Regions from separate parts of the Mus musculus genome. Here region 1 is linked to region 2. Evidence: chromatin contacts called from public Hi-C data. All regions are on one chromosome and are shown on one strand. The core of a region is the stretch at or near the end of the contact, and the rest is flanking DNA. Distances in the headings are between cores, read along the strand shown. Region 1 holds the start of Etaa1 (Ewing tumor-associated antigen 1). Region 2 has its middle 230 kb from the start of Etaa1.

Region 1 (2,856 bases), core at 175-2,674, 230 kb after region 2:
TCACACATGAGGTTCTAAAAAACAAAACAAAAAACCCAAAACCGTTGTATTATGATGTTACCAGACTAAAATTTTACCGACAATAATTCTTCAAGCACCTACCCACATAAAAATAACAACAGATTACCTAACTGCTTTGTCATTGGAGAATTTTGATCCCAGAAGATATCAGTTTGTCCATCTGGATCATTTGGAGAACTGAAGGTACAGGATAATAAATCCATTTTCACGATTTGTACTGGCGTCTCCTTTCCTGCATAAGATGACAATCATTGCTTCTAAGTGTTACGTTACTTCATAAAAGCTAAAGTCAAACAATTAATTTTCATGTCCAATACAAAGCTTGTCTCCTAAAGACAGTTACTTTAACCACAATAGAAATGTTTCAATGAAAATAATATCTTAATACTTCATAAGTTTAGCACTGTAGTTAGGAAGTGTTCTTTGAAAATTCCATAGGCCCAGGAATGATACCATCTGATCACTGAATTACTATCACCAGGCTTTAGGTACCTCCATGACGTCAGCAGATGTACAGGAAATGCATCCAAACAGAAAGCCAAGCTAAACTCTCACAAGGCCCCTCCTGTAAACTCGACCCAATTTTTTTTTTACTCCATACACCCCAAAACCAATAGTGATTTGTTTCTAGGGAAGCTCTGTCTAGAATCACTTGAAGGTTTACAATGTTATTTTTCTTTCCCAGCCTCGTTTTATTCATAGCAGAAACAAGCAAGGTAACAGACATTGTATTTTACGGACACACCCTAGGATAGAGGTTATGAGTTTGGTCCTTATTGGGATAGATATCTCTTAACTCCAAGTTTACAGAAATGAACGCGCCATCGGTTTGCTGGGCTAACCGGATGTTACACCTAGCAAGTTCCGGGAGCACACTACGGTTTCTGAGGTGGCCCTTTTTGCAAAACAAAACAGCGAGGAAAACAACAACAACCAGCGTAGGTGCCCAGTTTCCGGAACACAGTCCACGGCACAGGCCCCGCCCACAACCAGACGTTCAGAAAAGGCCCGGTTTACCGGACTCGGCTCTGCAGCCCCAGGCCTCCCGCCCGGTCTGCACCGCCAGGCTCCGCTCCCCGCCCTCTCCTCACCCCGGGGACTGCGCCCGCCGTCAGCCGCTGCCTGCCGCTGCGCCCGCCGCGCAGACCGCGTTCCCGCCCGGCGGAGCTGGGAGCTGCAGGCCGCCCTGGACTCCCGCAGCCACGGCTCTGCCGCCGGGCGGCAGTTCTTAGCAGCCGCCCTGTGCGGCGTGCTCCTCCGGGCAGGGCTGTCCGCATGCTTCCTTCGCCGACTCATTCCCGTGCCACCGTCCTTCAGCTGCATTCACATTTTGCTACAGCGGAGCAGGGCAACTGCTCGACAGAGAGCCCGCGCGCCACCGTGCAGCGCCATCTTTGCAAGTCGGGCGCGCAAAATACGCTGCTTCTAATTGGCTGCCTCCGTCTAGGGGCGGGTTACTACGCATGGTGCGGATTGGCTGCGTCAGTGTGAGGGGCGGGGTTAGAAGGCTGCGGCCAGGGCTGAGGAAACAGGAGTTTTCTGAGGTCTACCATCAGACTCGTCCAACTTAGCAGGAACTGCAGGACCCTTTTCTGGATCTGTGACAGGAACTTGGTATGTGAGACAGTAAAGAGTTCATATACAATGACAGATTCTTATTGAATTTAAAATTTAATTGATTATTTCTAAGATTCAAATGATGGTGTGTTATTCGATAATATGAGAAAATAAAGACTATAGTTTAGGAGGTAATAAACGCAATAGTTCATAGATGTTCTGTTATGTGCGTAGCTCCAAAATGTAGGAAAACGTATTAATTTAATAAACTAACAGTCGCTGGAAACTGTACATGCAAAACAGAGCTGTCATCTTAGTAGGAATAAAATAGTGTTTATTTTGAATCAAGTAATAATTTCCATGGCCAGGGAGCATTGATTCAGGTTGGCCTAAAAACATGTTTCAATATAAAAGCAATCGCACAGACTTTAACAGTCACAGAACAAAAAACAAAGCATTTGCCAGGCGCTTTGTTGGGGACAACAGGTAGTAGGTGGGTTACAGCAAAGCAGGAGATGATTCGTCCATAGGCTTTAGGTAAGGATATAATTTATGAGACCCATCCTTTCGTTGATGGAAGTTAGTGATCTGGTAACAGTGCATTCCAAAGTTTTTACCTGCTAGCCTTCAGGATGCCAATCCTGACAGCTGGGTCCTTAATGGCTACTTAGGGCACTAAAGATAGCCATAAAGATTATTTGGTTTTATATCTGTAACACTCCAGTTTCCTTATCATGAAGTGTGTCTGTCTTTTTGTTTTTCAGACAGTGTCTTATGTGTGCCCTGCCTCCTTATTTAATGCAGTCTCGCTGTGAACTCCTGGTCTTCCTGTCTCAAGCTTGTCAGTGCTAGGACCACAGGTCTAGGTCCTGAACAGAATCATCAGCGTAGTTGTGCCTTCTTCCATGCCCCAAATAAAGTGAAACTCGGAGGTTAATTGTGCTTTAATAGATTAGTAATAAACCAAATTCTAAGTTTTTAAAGAATATGATTTGCGATAAATAGTAAAACAAAAGAGTGCCAACTCTACAGAGAGAACTATAAAACACCTTAGAAATAAATTGAAGGCCAAAATAAAAAGGGCTATGCTGTGTTTGTGGTCTGTGTCACTCACTACTGTTAAAGAGTCAATTCTTCCCAAACTGGTGTATAGTCAGTGCTGATGCCCTTAGTCTCAGAGCGGGAGGCACATGCCTGTGCAAAGGGAGGATACCTTTACTCTAAGACATGGAATGAAAAAGGAAAAAGAGACAAGAAATTTCTTGATCTCTTGAAGCA
Region 2 (2,700 bases), core at 81-2,580:
CTGAAGTGTGGTATGTTTGGATTAAACCTTTACTATGGAGATGTTCGAGAATGAAACTACAGGGTCTTTTTTTTTTTATTAAATTTAAAATCATGGGCTACAAGTTGATTGTCCTTCATTCTGTCTGTCCCCTTTGTTTGAATTCATCAAACAGTCACTCTGGAATTATTTCTAACAATTGGGATGACTTCATTTGTATTTGTTTTTCTTTTCTATTAATACATGACAAACTGTGAAATTTGCCATTTGACCATAACCAGGCCATGAAATTTGTCATCTCTCTCTGTAATTTACATGGAGCCTTGGCTCTAGATACGTTTCAGTCAGGATGATTGCTTTCTGTCTGATGCAGAGAACAGAACAAAGGAGGAGTGCACACAGCCCGGAACACAGGCAGTTCGAAGCGGACATCAGGAGGGATTTTCATGCCTCCACCCCTTTACCACTGCAAACCCACAGGACCGCACTGACTGTTGCCCAAGGAAGAGGTTGGTGGGATAAGCCAAGGCCCTGATGCCCAATCTGAGAAACAGTGCAATAACATTCTGGGAGAGCTTGCTTAAAAGCAGAGATGTTCTGACAAATGGGAAAGGGTTGGATAAATGTGGTAGGAAATATATTGCATAATGTTGGTAGTCCTTTGGATGTAGAGTGTCAAACACAAGCCACCAGAATAGTACAAGAGCTTAGTTTGTTTGCAAGCTATTGTTCAAAGAACCATGAATTTCCCCTTCTCTTTCCACTGCCTCTTCTTTCAAATTGAATTCAAATTAGGTTTTTCTATTTGAGATTCACAAAAAATAATGTCTTTTGAAAAATGTGTGGTTAAAGTTGGACTAGGCAGTTTTGTTTTTTTTTTTTTTCAGGAAAGATCCTGCATCTGTTTCTAATGACCTTCTTTCTTACAGAGAGGAGGGAAAGCTTTCCTGCCCTTTGCTTAAAAAACAGTACCTCCCTGCCCTGTGCTCCCACAGAGGGAAGAGCACAGCCTCCCTACACTGTGCTCCCACAGCAGAGCCTCCCTGCCAAGAACAGGACTCCACTGACCTGTGACTGATTTGCCGAATTATCTGTGGGCTGTGAGTCTGAGAAGTAAAGTTAAAATTATGACAATAGCTAACCGCATACTTTAAAGGAGGGTCATGGAGCTAGTAGACGATATCATTTCACTGTGGATATGACTTTGGCGGGGTAATTTTTTTTTTGAACGATAAATGTGACAGTGCTTGGGAGCAGACATGAGGCTAGAAGAGAAGGGGGTGAGAAGGACATGACCAAGCCATGGCTGACTTCCCAGTGTTCCTGTTTTTTTCCTGAGCAGAAGGGAAGTTGAAGTAGGAAGTCAGAGAAGCTCGTAGATTTCACACAGCTGCTTGGTTTCCTGGAGACTGAAAAGGGTGATGTAGGCTCTGTTAGAATGTAGCTGTCATTTCCACCATCTGAGAGACCTCTGGCTTTCTAGTGTGCAGAGGGATGGGCTAAAAGTGGACTCTTCTAGGATGTGCATCACGATGGAGCTGGTCGGAGAGAATGGAGCTGGGTTAGTTGCCCCAGGGGACTCATGGTTATAGTTGCTTGTAGCAGTAAGGTTTTCACGGACAGCAGGAAACCTCAGTGGCAGGCTTAGTGATCATTTTATGGCCTCTTTCACTTTGAATTCTTCATAAACATGTTAGCTTTTGATTTTCTCAAGTCACTCATTACTACATAAACCACCTGCTTCTGGTGCAGTTTTACCTCTGCCTTATCTTGCAAAAGCTGACTTAAAATAAATAGTTGGTTCTCATAATTAGGTAGAAAATACAGTATAAAAAACAAGGAAGAGCACGGGCAAAGGAGGTTCCATTACGCTGTTCAAACACCGACTGGTTCCTGCTGCAGCTTTGCCGCACGTGCTTTCTTCTTGCTATTACTGCTTTTCTTACTGCATTTTTGTTTGCTTGGTTCTGGTCCTTGTTGCTGATGTGTTTCCTTTCATTTTATTTTCCCAACAGGGTCTTGCTATGTAGCTGGAAGGTTCTGGAATTCACTGGGCAGTCGAGGGTGACCTTAAACTCTTCCTTTTCTGTTTTTATTTTTTAACATTAATTTGTGTGTGTGTGTGTGTGTGTGTGTGTGTGTTTAGAGGCATAGATGCATGATGCATGTGTGGAAGTCAAAGGCACCTTGTGGAAGTCCTTTGTCTCCTTCACCATGTGAACTCTGAAGATCAAATTCAGGGTCTCAGGCTTAGCAGCAAGTGCCTTACTTGTTGAGCAATCTTGCTATCGAGCCATAACCCTGAACTTTTAATTTTCCTGCCTCAGCTAGACTTTTGTTTTAAAGTATTTCAACAAACATAATAATTGTGGGTATATATGTGTGATATTTCAATTCATCTATCTATCATCTATCTATCTATCTATCTATCTATCTATCTATCTATCTATCTATCTATCTATCTATCTTTTTTGAGAATAATGATTGTTAGACTCTTGGAAGCATAGGGAATTTAGTTAGGTAAGAGGAGTAGCATCTAATATTCTATACCATAATAAGATAACAAAAGTAGACAAAAAATAATTATATATTTGAAAATAGATGCTATAGAGAATGTTTTGATTATTTGTGCTGGGAAACAAACTTAGAGTCTTATCCATGCTAAACAAGAGCCCTAGCACTGAGCTACATCCTAATACTCCATAGACGATACATTTTTAC

What was found. A called contact is a pair of places that touch in the nucleus more often than the background predicts.
Region 1: a contact with region 2 is called in a Hi-C map of uterus, with 5 times the contacts expected there. The contact joins the promoter of Etaa1 here to the enhancer-like site in region 2. A contact is called at or near these places in 1 of 39 promoter capture datasets (liver) and 2 of 484 Hi-C or Micro-C datasets (muscle stem cells and uterus).

Annotation. Positions count from the first base shown.
Region 1 is chr11:17,952,451-17,955,306 of GRCm38.p6, forward strand. It overlaps Etaa1 (Ewing tumor-associated antigen 1), which reads right to left and starts at 1,425. Exons shown (of 6, transcript NM_026576.4): 1 at 1,113-1,425; 2 at 128-253. The coding sequence starts at 1,344. Etaa1os (Ewing tumor-associated antigen 1, opposite strand) reads left to right here and starts at 1,520. Exons shown (of 3, transcript NR_131915.1): 1 at 1,520-1,635.
Region 2 is chr11:17,726,456-17,729,155 of GRCm38.p6, forward strand. No RefSeq gene overlaps it. Among named protein-coding and RNA genes, the nearest start is that of Etaa1, 230 kb to the right of the region's middle. Within about 2 kb of position 1,331, at least 24 of the 459 cell types and tissues checked have an H3K27ac peak or open chromatin away from gene starts, as enhancers often do. A contact at or near this core is called in muscle stem cells and uterus, where this site is marked.